Regions from separate parts of the Muntiacus reevesi genome. Here region 2 is linked to region 1. Evidence: chromatin contacts called from public Hi-C data. All regions are on one chromosome and are shown on one strand. The core of a region is the stretch at or near the end of the contact, and the rest is flanking DNA. Distances in the headings are between cores, read along the strand shown. Region 1 holds the start of RPL17 (ribosomal protein L17). Region 2 holds the start of SKA1 (spindle and kinetochore associated complex subunit 1).

What was found. A called contact is a pair of places that touch in the nucleus more often than the background predicts.
Region 2: a contact with region 1 is called in a Hi-C map of muscle, with 9 times the contacts expected there. The contact joins the promoter of SKA1 here to the promoter of RPL17 in region 1. A contact is called at or near these places in 2 of 3 Hi-C or Micro-C datasets (blood and muscle).

Annotation. Positions count from the first base shown.
Region 1 is chr4:46,824,119-46,831,221 of mMunRee1.1, reverse strand. It overlaps RPL17 (ribosomal protein L17), which reads left to right and starts at 3,908. Exons shown (of 7, transcript XM_065932682.1): 1 at 3,908-4,204; 2 at 4,781-4,833; 3 at 4,927-4,967; 4 at 5,415-5,549; 5 at 5,806-5,904; 6 at 6,989-7,103. The coding sequence starts at 4,794. LOC136168091 (small nucleolar RNA SNORD58) reads left to right here and starts at 5,038; the gene lies at 5,038-5,102. LOC136168092 (small nucleolar RNA SNORD58) reads left to right here and starts at 4,638; the gene lies at 4,638-4,703. LOC136168093 (small nucleolar RNA SNORD58) reads left to right here and starts at 5,649; the gene lies at 5,649-5,717.
Region 2 is chr4:47,610,623-47,617,725 of mMunRee1.1, reverse strand. SKA1 (spindle and kinetochore associated complex subunit 1) reads right to left here and starts at 3,788. Exons shown (of 7, transcript XM_065932738.1): 1 at 3,720-3,788; 2 at 2,232-2,327. The coding sequence starts at 2,316.

The sequences.
Region 1 (7,103 bases), core at 2,659-5,158:
CACAGTTCAAAAGCATCCATTTTTCACCATTCAGCCTTCTTTATGGTTCACTCTCACACTGGCACATGGCTACTAGAAAAACCAAAATGGACCTTTGTTGACAAAGTCATGTCTCTGCTTTTTAGTATACTGTCTAGGTTTTTCATAGCTTTCTTTAAAGTGAAAGTGTTAGTCTCTAAACCTTGTCCGACTCTTTGCTGACCTCTATCTACGGAATCTTTGCAATGTTATTTATTGCATTTAACAGACTACAACATCATGCAGAAGTAACTTTTTGTTTTTCTCTTTTGGCTAAGCCACTCAGCTTGTGTGATAATAGTTCTCTGACCAGGGATGGAACCCAGGCCCCCAGCAGTGGAAGCTAGGAGTCCTATCCACTGTGTTGCCAGGGAATTCTCAATGATGTAACATTTTTTATTTCTTCTTTTTTTTTTTGACATGTACACACTGCTTTATTTATTTTTGGCCATGCTAGGTCTTCACTGCTGCACACAGCCTTTCTCTAGTTGCAGTACACAGGCTTATTGCAGTGGCTTCTCTTGTGGAGTACAAACTCTAGGCTTGTGGGCTTCAGTCGTTGGAATACAGGACCTCATTAATTGTGGCTCACAGGCCACAGAGTGTGCAGGCTTCAGTAGTTGTGGCGCTTGGGCTCAGTTGCTCTGTGGCCTGTGGAATCTTCCCAGACCAGGGACCGAACCTGTGTCCCCTGCACTGGCAGGCAGATTCTTGTCCATTGTACCACCAGGAAAGATGCAACTTTTAAACGCACTGGGAAACCAAAAAAATCCATGCGACTTGCTTTATCACAGTGCTCTGAAACTGAACCCACAATGTCTCAGAGGTATGCCTGGATCGAGAAAAGTGGAAGACTGGGTTACAGGCTCAGCTATGGGCTGGCAGCATAGTCAGATAGTCAGGCAGGCACCAACTTTTACAGTTTACAACCACAAAATCATGTGACTTTTACCAAAATTTCTTGAATTCATCTACCACTCTCCATTCTTTGCCAAAAAAATTAAACTGAACCTCATCAGTTCGAGCCACTCCCATCTTTTGCCAGCCTGTGGCCTTACCCCTGAGGCATCCCAAATTTCTTCCTATAGAGTGATCTTTTCAAAAGTGAATCTGATCAAGTCACCTCACCCATGCCCATCCCCAAGGGTTTAAACACTTTTCTTCATTGACCTTGAAGATGAAAGTTGCTCAGTTGTGTCTGAGTCTGCGACCCTATGGACTATGCAGTCCATGGCATTCTGCAGGCCAGAATACTGGAGTGGGTAGCCTTTCCCTTCTCCAGGGGATCTTCCCAACTCAAGGATCAAATCCAGGTCTCCTACACTGCAGGCGGATTCTTTACCAGCTGAGCCACAAGGGAAGCCCGTTGACCTTAAGTTAAATTCAAAACTCCTTGACAGATAAATAGGCTCCCTCCAGATCAGGTTTGCCACTCGCCCTTACCTCTCCCCACCCACAACCAAAAGGAATTCAAACCCTTGCAGTTCCCATAGCAGAATTTTCTTGCTGGCAATAATTCTCTCTTACTGTATTGCCATGACCAGCCAGCTCCTTCTGGTCATTCATGGTGCAGTTGCCATGTCGTCCGCTCAGGGGAGGCTTTCCTACTCTACACGTTCACCCTGCTTTAGCAGTTTCACACTGTATTCTAACTGGCTGTTCACCTCCTAGTTACCTATCTCCCTGTCCCTACCCTCATTCTAAAACTGTGGGTTCCCTGGCAGCCGAGACTCTCCTAGCATCTGTTAGAGCATAGCATCCAGCACGACGGCAGGCATATAAGTGTTCGATGAATATTCATTTAATGGCTAAATGAACAGGTCAACTGATTGCCAAGGATGATCCCTATTTGCAGTACACAATTGCTTTAATAATTAAGATTTCTTAATAATAAATATAGTAAAATTAAAATATACTTTCCCCAGTACATGCAAAAGAAAGCCTTTTTCCCCTTGAGTATTTTCCCAAGGGTTTGTAAACTTGTGCCATGGACCTTTTTTATACTATGGTTTGTGAACCCCTTCACAGGATATTTGTGTGTGTGTGTGCTTAGTCATTCAGTCGTGTCTGACTCTTTGTGACCCCATGGACTGTAGCCCACCAAGCTCCTCTGTCCATGGGGATTCTCCATGCAAGAACACTGGTGTGGGTTGCTATGTCCTCTTCCAGGGGATCTTCCCAACCCAGGGATTGAACCCAGGTCTCCCACATTGCAGGCAGATTCTTCACCTTCTGAGCCACCAGGGAACTCCTGTATTTTTTAAATACAAATAATAAAATACTGTTACAAAGGACCAATATGATTGCTGTGTGGTTTGTTGCCTATATTCATAGTGGAGAAACATGTCAAATTTCAGATAGAAGTTCAAACCGCAACTAAACAGATTGGAGGAAAATATGTATATCAAATACAATTTAAAGAGTTCACTTAAATTTTACAGAGAAGTCACTGAGGCTATAAAAGGAAGATCCAAAGTTAAGTGCTAACACCACCAGTGACTCTAAGTGAATAACCAGTATGATGACCTGGGAAAGAAAATGCACCTTGGCATTTTTATTTTCAAGGAACAGTTATCTTTTGCCATATGAAGATCTACAAGTTGCAGTGGGGAAACCAGATCTCAATCTTGAACCAGACCCTTCAGTTAGTACATCCTTTACATGCGCTGCTTTATCACACTGATTGTGTAATATTCTCAAATTGAGAATTTATGATTAACATAATTACATCCCATCCTTTGGATCTCCCTAATTTTTCCTTTTGGGCTTCCCTGGTGGTCAGTGGTAAAGAATTGTCTGCTAATGCAGGGGATGAGGATTTAATCACTGGGTCGCAAAGATCTGCTGGAGAAGGGGATGGCACCCCACTCCAGTATTCTTGCCTGGGAAATCCCATGAACAGAGGAGCCTGGTGGGCTACATTCCATGGTGTCGCAAAGAGTCAGATATGATTTAGTGACTAAACAACAACAACAACAACAACAGCGAATTGTCCCTTTACAAATCATTTTCATATAATCACATAACCAAATCTAATGAATCTTGATGAAAAAGTGTCTCATCTATACCTAAATAATATGTAGTATTGTCCTAGAACTACAAACTTGTTTTGCTTTGTTTTTATAGTGGAGTATCTTTGATTACCTCATTTCACTTCCCTGGTGGCTCAGACGGTAAAGAGTCTGCCTACAATGAGGGAGACCGGGGTTCAATCCCTGGGTTGGGAAGATCTCCTGGAGAAGGAAATGGCAACCCATTCCAGTGTAATTGCCTAGAAAATCCCACGGGTGGAGGAGACTGGTAGGCTACAGTCCATAGCGTCACAAAGAGTCGGACACGACTGAGCGACTTCACTTATCCTTGATTAAGTATGTTACATTAATTTCAGGTGTACAGCAAAATGATTCAGTTATACTTCTACATATGTATTTTTTTTTCCAAATTTCTTTCCCATTTAGGTTGTTACATAATACTGAGCAGAGTTCCCTGTGCTATACAGTAGGTCCTTCCTGGTTATACATTTTAAATAGAGCAGTGTGTACATGTCAATCCCAAGCTCCCTAACTATCCCTCCCCAGCTACACGTTCCCCCTGGTAACTATAAGTTCGTCCTCTAAGTCTGTGAATCTGTTTTTGTACAAACCTGTTTTTAATTGACAGATATTTAAAATACATGACTTTATTTCTGTATACAAAAAAGGATAATTTTGACACGGTCCCTAAGCCTCTAATTCGTTTTCAGATATTCTCAAACATATTCCACATTCCCTTTCTCCTCCGCCTTCCCCACCTCTACAAATCTCGTTTCTTTAGGCAGGGACTCTCGCGAGATTTCGAGCTCTCATGAATTCTCCCATGAGCCACCGCTCTTCCTTTTCCGGTAAGCGGCCAGAGGTGAGTGTGTCTCTTCGGCATCTTTGTCTAGTGATGAATCCTCTGGTAATCCCTGCCATCCTGGCTTTCTCGGCGCCGATTTCGAGACCCTCAGGAGGAGGACTCTAGCGGCTACTGATTCCTCCCTGGTGGAGCAGTCCTGTGCGCGGGGATGTGTCGGAGCCCCCGGCTTGGCGCCCCTCTGCTGCCGGGCCTCTACAGGCCGCAAAGGGGCTCAATGGGCGAGAATGGGGGTGACGAGGTTAGAAGCCGGCTGTGGTCGGTGCCGACTCCTGAGGGCCAGTGTCTCGCGGTGAGTGGGGGCCGCGAACGCAGCGCATTTGGGGCCGAATGGAAAGAAAGTTTTGGGGGAGGGGAATGAGGTCAAGTCGAGTCGAGGTTTACTCAGTGGCTCAACGTGAGTTGAGCTGCGCTTAACGCGGGTAACACCCTAAAGTGTGTGGAAAGCTTGGCTTTCTTGTGAATCTGTGAGTAAAGGAGGTTTCTGTAGAGGGAGCATGTCCTTGGGTCGAGTTAACTGACTGATCAGACTTGAAGGATCTGATGCTGAGCAGGGCGCTGGGCTCCTCGGCACGGATACTTGAATCCAGATTTGGATGGAAACAGGCTGTGTTTTCTTCCAGAGGGTTAAGGGAAGGGCATCCGTGTCACTAGTCTTAGTAGTGTCAACGTTGCTGTAGGCAGCTGGTTATTGTAGATGAGATGAAACTGGATTGAGAGGATGGCTGCGATGATGGCATTTCTTAGGACACCTTTGGATTAATCATGAAAACAACTACTCTCTGAGCAGCTGTGGACAGTTTATAGTACATAAATGTTAAACTGTGAGTTGCTATAAATATATGTTGACAGTTATTCTTGCTTCCAGCTGACCCTTAAAAATGGTGCGCTATTCACTCGACCCAGAAAACCCCACAAAATGTAAGTGAGCAAGCAACATTTCTTATTTTGGAGTATAAGGCACCCAGATACCAAGATTAACCAAAAATAAATTTTTTTCACCGTATTTTTTAGCATGCAAATCAAGAGGTTCAAATCTTCGTGTTCACTTTAAGGTAGGTGAATCGTAGTTATGTTCTGAAAGCATTGTTCCTTGAGTATTTTTTAACCGTTCTAAAAAGGTAGCTGCGATGATGTGTTTCTTAGGACACCTTTGGATTCACCATGAAAATAAATCATTTCTGAGCAGCCACCTTTTAGTGAACACTTTGATTTAGGATTTGTGGAATTGGGTAAAATTACCAGAGAACTGCTTGAGAACCTAGTGCACAGATCAAGTTATGGGAAACGTAATTGTAGTTTACAAGATAATGGAGAAATATTAACAGTGAATAAACATGTTTAGGGTTCACATTTCTCCACCTTCAAACCAAGTCTCCCTGGTTCATAACAGATTTTGTATTATGTTTCAAGAATGGAAGGTATTTGGCTCTTGATAAAGGTTGACACGTTGAAAATACTGGAATTTGTTTAAATCTGACAGCTTACGTTATTATGTTTAGAACACTCGTGAGACTGCCCAGGCCATAAAGGGTATGCATATCCGAAAAGCCACCAAGTATCTGAAGGATGTCACTTTAAAGAAGCAATGTGTGCCATTCCGTCGTTACAATGGTGGAGTTGGTAGGTGTGCACAGGTAAGAATTCATAGTTGTCATTTAAAAGACAATTTGTTAGGGAAGGGAGTAGATGGAGTAAAAATGGCCATTGTCCTCCTTTACTGAGGCTCCTTATGGTTGCTGTGATAACAGTCTTTGGGACACCTTTGGATTAACCATGAAAAAAAAAACAATGTTCTGAACAACCTTGATGTAGGTTGAAGTAAATTTCATCTTGTAACATTGATTTAAATTGAGGCAAATTACTAATAAACTCTCTGGTTTTGTTTTTTAGGCCAAACAGTGGGGCTGGACGCAGGGTCGGTGGCCCAAAAAGAGTGCTGAATTTTTACTACACATGCTCAAAAATGCAGAGAGTAATGCTGAACTTAAGGTACCCACACTATAAGCATCTTTATACATGCAACTTGGATTGTTAACTCAGTTACAGTTGTTGTCTGGATCTATTTCCTTGGTTGACTTGCTTTTTCTTTGATTGACTTGATGAAAGTAGCAAGAGTTCCCATTAAAAAGGTTCTTTTAAATCTCTACTTTCAATTTCCAACAGGAAAAAATTTTTGTTTATACAGCGTTTCAGGAGCGCGGTCTGCAGTAATTTCAAGCCTAAGACTCTAGAATTACCCCCCCTACACACACACACACACAGAGACATAATGCCAGTACATGCAAGAGAGATGCTTTTTTTTTTCCTTGAGTATTTTACCAAGGGTTTGTAATCTTGTGCTGTAAAGGTTAGTGCTCAGTGGTGTCCAGCTCTGCGGCCCCATGGACTGTAGCCTGCTAGGATCATCTGTCCATGGAGTTCTCCATGCGAGAATGCTGGAGTGGGATTGAACCAGGTGTCCTGCATTGCAGGCAGATTCTTTACCATCTCAGCCACCAGGGAGGCCTTTTTTATACTGAGGTTTGTGAACCCCTTCACAGGGTATATTTAAATACAAATAAATACAGTTAGAAAGGAATCATATGATTGGCCTGTGGTTTGTTGCCTACATTCATAATGGAGAGATGTTAAATTTCAGAGGTCAAAACAGCAGTATGTAATTGAACAAATCCTATGCCAACTAAACAAATTTATCCATTTGAGCAGTTATCCTTTACCATTTTGCATTTGGAAAACTGGGTTAGAACTGGAATTAGTGTAGGTCTGTTAGCTGTAGCCCTTCTAGCTGCTAAGCCTTGCTGTCAAAATCAAGCTTAGATATAGATCCTTTGAGATTCTTGTAACTCTGCTCCCTAATGAATACCACTTATAAAATAGGGGCAATTACCAGCACTGAATTTTGGTAATTACTTAGATTTAAGGGAGGGAACTTAGAATGAAATTTTAAATAAAAATAAATGTGCTATTTAAAGTCATAAGGACTTGAGTGATACAGTTTGTGGTGTTAAGATAAAGGTGTTACCTGATTTAAAATTTTTTTTAAATGTTACATGATTTTGCTCCCTTTTCCCAGGGCTTAGATGTAGATTCTCTGGTCATTGAGCACATCCAAGTGAACAAAGCCCCCAAGATGCGGCGCAGGACTTACAGAGCTCACGGTCGGATCAACCCCTACATGAGCTCTCCCT
Region 2 (7,103 bases), core at 2,539-5,038, 790 kb before region 1:
GGGGTGGGGGGGCGCGCAGAACGGGGACTTGAGGTGCAGAGAAATGCTGGAGAGAGGAGGCTGTCAACCTCAGTAACCTAATATATTTGGGGGGATAAGAGTCATGGCTTTGGGACTGCAAAGCACAGGATGCTGGAAGTGAGAATCCCAAAGGAGGCCAGGACCCTCTTCATGGGATATACCCTGTGAATGTGCAAACCTGAAAATTGTCATCAATGGCCAGGAAGATGACCTTCCATTCTGGATTGGCCTGCAAGTGTCTGGGGGAGGCAGGGTAAAGTTGCCTGCTCTCAAGTTCCCAACCCCACCGCTGGGCCCCTCTCTCCAGCTTCACAGATACAAGGATGGGAAAACCAGAGAACCTTCCTCCCTGGAAATAAAAGAAGAAAAAAAAAAAAAAGAATTTTTCAGGGCACCTCAAAAGCACAAAAGGGAAAACCATCCTCATAACCAAATATTTTCCATCTTCTCTTCTAACAACCAAATCATGAAATACGCATAAGTGAAAACGAAATTTGACCACATCTGTAGATTACAGATGCAGAGTGAAACGGCTAGAGGTTCCAGGCCTGCAGTCAGAGACACCAGCACTTGCCCTCAGAGGATGACTGAGAAGCAGGAAAGTACATATAAGAGGGTGGGCACTCTGCTTGCAACCTAGTAAAGCACTCAGTAAAGGCAAACTGTTACGCATCGACATTCTAATAAAGCACTGGGGACTGCATGTGACAGCTAAAAGAAATAAAAAATAAATGAGAGTATTGATGTCTCTGCTGAGACTAATTTCAGGGGGTGAAACAGTTAGTTGGATATACTGGTATCTCAAATAACCTAATCACCTAAATTTTCGGGCCTTGTTTGCTGATTTGCAGTAAAATAAGTTCACTGAGTAAATTCACTACTTTTGATAGTAGTGATGTAGGAAATTACAGCAGCCAAAGTGGTAAACGTATTACTGGGCTTTCCTGAATCAGCTACGGAACCGAAAAGACAAATTATTCTCCCCACGTACAAATGACAGTTACCCAGCGTACAGTAACCTAAGAGGCCAGACTGCTTCTGCCAGGCCTCATGCTTCAGTGGGGCCATTTGAATTCAAGGTTTGATAGTTTTATAATCTCTAAAGTTATATTTATCCAAAAGTAATCATGCTCTCAGAAAGAAAATCTAAAGAAGACTACTTATTAAAGATTTAAATGTCCTTTTTAGATTATTCAATAAAAATGGCATAGAAATACAGAAGTAGTATACTGGGAATCAGGACACAAAAGCTGTAGTCCCAACTGACCATAGATAAGCGGGAGGACCTGGGCAAGTCGCCTGACTTCTGAGCCTCGGTTTCCTCATATGAGACCGGAGGCTACAGAAGAACCCACAGTTGCTTCAGCTTTAACTTTCTACAGAATACATAGCCACCAACTGTAAACTGGATGAGTCTCTTTATTAGTGGTTCTCGACAAGGGATGGAGACTATCCAAGTCTCAGAAAGACAGGTATAATTTGAAAGGACATTCCAACAGTATAATTTAATTTTTAAAAATTATCCGTTCAAAATACAAACTACAATAAAAGTTCAACAGGATCTCCCCTGCAGATGGAATTCTGCCTATCAGTAAATCTTAAGTTCTCCTAGATAAGGCTGCAGAGCAAATCATTTCTGTAAACACTATTTTTCCAGGATTCCCTATTTGTCTGCACTTCTACTGCAGCACTTCAAACTATTTTGAAGATGGTCACAACCTCCAAGTTTCTGGATGCTTAAAAAATTGATTTCATTTTCAATTAGTTGTTTCCTAGTGATATATATTGATAATATGGATAAGCTTCCTTATCAAAGCAGTCTGCAAGATGAGTTATGGGCTACTTCTATCTCTGTGGGTGTTTTCCACTTCTGGCTTTTTCCTTATCTTTTATTATCTCTGCTTAGCTCTAGAATCAGGAACTCAACGTAACCTTCAAATCTTACTACTCAGCCTTGTGTCTCAGAAAAACATATACAAATAAATAAATATATGTAATTAGTAGCTAGTTCATTGTTCAATGTAATTTACATTTTAGTATCCTCTGCAATATTCAAAATATGGATAGCAGATTGCCTTAAAAATCACTATTCAAACCTGAAAATTACCTTTCTAAGATACATTCACTTATCCAGGCATAAGATATCAAAGTGGAACAATAATCAAAATGTATTTTGAATGTACAAAGTCAGTGGAATCTGTTTTACTTACCACAATTTCTCAATGACAGAGTTTTTTTAATATTGCCAATCTTTTCATTAATATGAGAGCATAACTGTTCCAGATCTGAGGCCATCCTTTTAGCCTCTGAAGAAAAAAAATATAAACACATTTACAAAACAAAAAACAAATTTCTGTTCACTTTCAAAATCCAATGGTAAATATCCAGTCAGTCACATCTCCTGGAAAACAAAGTACAAAAACTATGAGCAGTATCTTTCAATTCTACAAAATTCAGTTTCTAACCAAGGAGATCAAACCAGTCAATCCTAAAGGGAATCAATCCTAAATATTCATTGGAGGGACTGATGCTGAAGTTCCCATACTTTGGCTACCTGATGCGGAGAGCCGACTCACTGGAAAAGACCCTGATGCTGGGAAAGATTGAAGGCAGGAGAAGGAGATGACAGAGGATGAGATGGTTGGATGGCATCACTGACTCAATGGACATGAGTTTGAGCAAACTCCGGGGGATAGTAAGGACAGGGAAGCCTGGCATGCTGCTGTCCATGGGGCCCCAAAGAGTCAGACACGACTTAGTGACGGAACAACCACCACCAGTGTCCAGTAATGACCTGTCTTAGAGCTTTCTCTAGTCAGTGCATCCCAAAGCAAGGTTCAGAAGACAAGACTGTCATTTCCTCAGAGATTGAGGGGAACAAATGTTCTATTTATACATAAAGACAACATCAGTATTTGCTTTGAAAACTTTAATACCCGAGAATCTTAAGGAAAAACACAGGACGTTCAAAGAAGCGGGTCCAGGGAAGCATTTCTCCTATGCTGTGGGGACGGGGGCTTTATTACTGGGGTCGGTAAGGAGGCGATCCCAGGACGAGGAAATGGCAACCCCCTCCAGGATTCTTGCCGGGAAAATCCCATGGACAGAGAAGCCTGGCTCCTCTATGGGGTCGCAAAGAGTCGGCCACGACTGAGCACAGCAAAGCCCACAAGGAGGCGGAAGGAGGGAAAGGAAAGAAATCAGGTACTGTTCGTTCACTCCAAGGGAGGTGAAAGAAAGTGAAGTCGCTCAGTCGTGTCCGACTCTCTGCGACCCCATGGACTATATATTATAGCCCACCAGGCTCCTCCGTCCATGGGATTCTCCAGGAAGGAATACTGGCGTGTTCTTTTCCAGGGGATCTTCCCGACCCAGGGATCTAACCCGGGTCTACCTGCATTGAGGGCAGACGCTTTACCCTCTGAGCCAGCAGGGAAGCCCGAGGGTAGGTGAGAAGGTCTATATAAAGCCTCCACTCCAGCTTACGCGGCTAAGGCCCGCTGCTCATCCCGGCCCGCACCGCCCCGGCCCCCCGCCCCGCCTAAACAATGCCCGCTTCCGAAGGGGGGAATCTTCAACACCAGACTCTAACCTCGTGCGGGTCCGGGAGCAAAGGGCCCACTCTGTGGGGTCGCGAGGCGCCGAGACACCGCCCCCTCCCCCACCCAATCTCGGTCGGAAGCGTAGGATCTCGAGACCTGGCTCCGGGAGCGAAATTCAAACTGCCCGCCGGTACTCGGCGCCGCGCAGGCGCACAGCCGTACTCCCAGAAGGCTGCGCGGCGGGCTCACGCTCTTCCGCTTTATCCGGGGCCACAGCTGGGCGGGGCCGGGGCCGGGGCGGGGCCCGAGCCGGGGGCGGGGCCCGGGCCGGGGGCGGGGCCCAGGCCGGGGGCGGGGCCGATCTGGGGAAAAGGCGAGGCCGGATTGGCTCCGGCGTCGAAGACTACCAACACACTTAGCTTTCCTACTCCGCGTTGTAACAAACGGGGGATCTCATTCGGTCACGAATCCTGACCGTCCCCCCAGCCGGGGCCCAGCGCTCGGCGGATCAAATCGCGAGCTTCAACACTGGATCACCAAATTGGCCACACATTAGAATCACCAGGGTAGCTTTAAAAATTCCAGCTCCCAAGCTGTACCCTAAATCAATGAATTCAGACACTGTAAGTGGGGTCCAAACCTTAACGTTTTTAAAAGCACACCAGGTACTTCCAAAAAGCAGCCAAGTTTGTGAGCTATAAGACTGAGAGATTCTCTCTGCTTTCGTGGAGTTAACAAACTCTGTAAGGGCAAATGCAATTTTTTTAAAAAGTTTAATTCTCTGAAAAAAAGAGAAAAAATTGCGCAGGGCTGGTGTGGCAGCGACACAGTCATCACGGACCCAAGTTCTATCTTTTCCACCCGTCCCCATGGCATCATGCATTCTGGTGTGAAGTTTTCCTGTGATGCAAAATAACTCTGTCAGTACCTTTCTCAGTTCTTTGAGAAACAACTAGCTGAAGCAGCACCTTTAAAGAGTATTCCTAGAAACCACACCTAATGAGTTCTATCTGCTTTCCATTGGTCACTCACATCTACAAGGGAGACTAGGGAAAAAAAATCATTAAAATTAAGAAAAAAAAAATCTGGACAGTTACATTGCATCGTCAACAACAGAGGGGTTCTTTTTGTAAGGGAGAAGGAGAAAAGAGATTCTGGGGGCAGTGAACTGCTGCCTTGGCCATTTCTACTTATTACTCTTTAAAAGTCTTCTATTATGGAAAATTTTGAACATATACAATTAGGAGAATACAACGAACCCCATGCTCAACCCATCATTGGGTTTTGACCACTATTAATTTAGAGCAAATATTGTTTCAGCTATACTTCATCTCCTCCCACTCCTTGCCTTCCAGAATATTTTGAAACATATCTCAAACATATCTTTTTGCCAAAAAACATTTCCATGTTTATCTCCTAAAGATAGAAACTTTTAAAGAAGTGTTTATTTTTTAAAACTGTTGTTTTCTTTAATAGAATTTAAACAAGATTTACAAATTGTTATTTGGTTGACACATTTCTTAAATCTCTTTTGATCGGGACATACCTTATTTAGAGCTAAATTCCTAGAGCAGGATCAAAGCCTTTCATTGTAGGGCTAAATGTACAGCTTAAAATGTCAATTCTACAAAAGATAACATATAATTATTATTATATGCTATTATATGTTATTACATTATAACATATTATAACATAATAACAGAAATTCACCCTGCAGCATCAAGGACAAATATTATCAGATTATTTCCAATGAAAAAAATGAACAAGAAGACAGCTTAAAGGCACTAAATACAAGAGAAGGGAGAAATGTGGGGAAAAAATACAAAAATGAGCGATTGGATCATACTGCTTACTTCTGATTTCTCTCTGGGATTTGGCAGGACTCCAGCTGCAATGGCAGAAATTCAATCCAAACTGACTTAGGCAATAAAAAGATTTTATTTGGCTTATGAAATTGTGAAGTGTATGTGTGTGTGTGTGTGTGTGTACTTACAGCTGAACCCAGGTACTCATACCTTTAGGAAACCACTCCATCTCTCAATTATATGTTCCTCTGTGTCGGTTCCATTCTCAGGTGGCCTGTTCCCTACGATGACCGCGGGTATCTCCAGATTTATACCCTAATGGGTTAGCAGTTCTCACCTTCCTAAGAGATCTAGCAAAAACCCCAGGACTGAATCTCATCAGCCTGACTTGAGTCATCTACTCACTCCTGAGTCAATCAGTCTATTTGAAATGGTCTGATTCACTAGACAGCCTGGAGTTGGAAGCCAGGACAGCTTTACTGTACAAAGTCTCAGAGTAGGACAGAGGTAATTTCTCAAAGGAAAATCTAGCAACATTTATGAAACAATGGGGACAGGGAGATATAAAACAAAACAAAAACCTGTCTTCTTCAGAGTTATGACCACATATATCCAAGAGGAAAAAAAGATGGAAAGAGCAAGATGTAAGAAATTGCTAGACTGCTCATTGCAAGAAATATGAGCAAAAGTACTGCGAACTCTAGTCTTCAGGGAAAAATAATAACAACAATAATATCAGTTAACATTTATGGGGTACTTATTCTAATTCAGGCACTTTACATATATTATCCTATTTAACCTTTGTAATAAATGTATAAATAGTTAGACTATGATCTGCACTTTACAGATGAGGAAACAGAGGCTTACAATTAAGTAACTTGCCCAAGTCAACAGATGGCAAAATGGGACCCTGACCTCAGAACTGGTCCTCTTTCCCATGATGCTCTGCTGCTTCCCAGGATCCAGGGGTCATTTGCTCCTATGTTTTGCGTTTCTGAACCTATAGACTTCCATCATCATTTAATTCCCTCATGACATATCGCCCCATGAACAATTTTAGATTATTTATGAATTCCAAGCTTTTCATACCCAATTGACTCTGACAGAAAAGACTTTACTTGTAACTTTTGTACTTCTCCTTGTCTTTCTCTTGCAGTTAAGTGTCAAGCTTAACCTCCAGATGTCCCTAAATCAGAATTAATGAAAGTCTTCACTGTCGAACAAAGATCACAGATTTCTTTAAGCAATAGAACTCTGCATTTCTAGGCAGCTTGGGAAATATTTATTCCAATGACTAGTGACACATTGGTCCAGTAAGTTTGGGGACAAGTTCATAGCTTTCTGCTGATGGGCCTTCCTTTCAGAAGAGGGAAGGCCCACTGTAATATGTGGGATGTGTTCTGAGACGCCTCACTAGTCACGCAGGACAGTCTGACCTTTTAAGAAGTTATTACACCCAAGGCAGATTATGTTTTTACCTTTCCTACTAAACTACATTCCTTTGACTTCCCTTTGGTATTTATTTCTCTATCTATGGCTGTCCGCTGTGGCTTGCAGGATCTTAGTTCCCCAACCAAGGACTGAACCCTGGTCCACAGCAGTGAAAGCATCAAGTCTTAACACTGGGCCACCAGGCAGGGAATTCCCTTTTGGTTTGTTTTTAAAAGCCATTTTCAACTGACAAGATTAAAATCCAAAGCATGTACTTGTCATACAGATCTCACAGGGATTATTC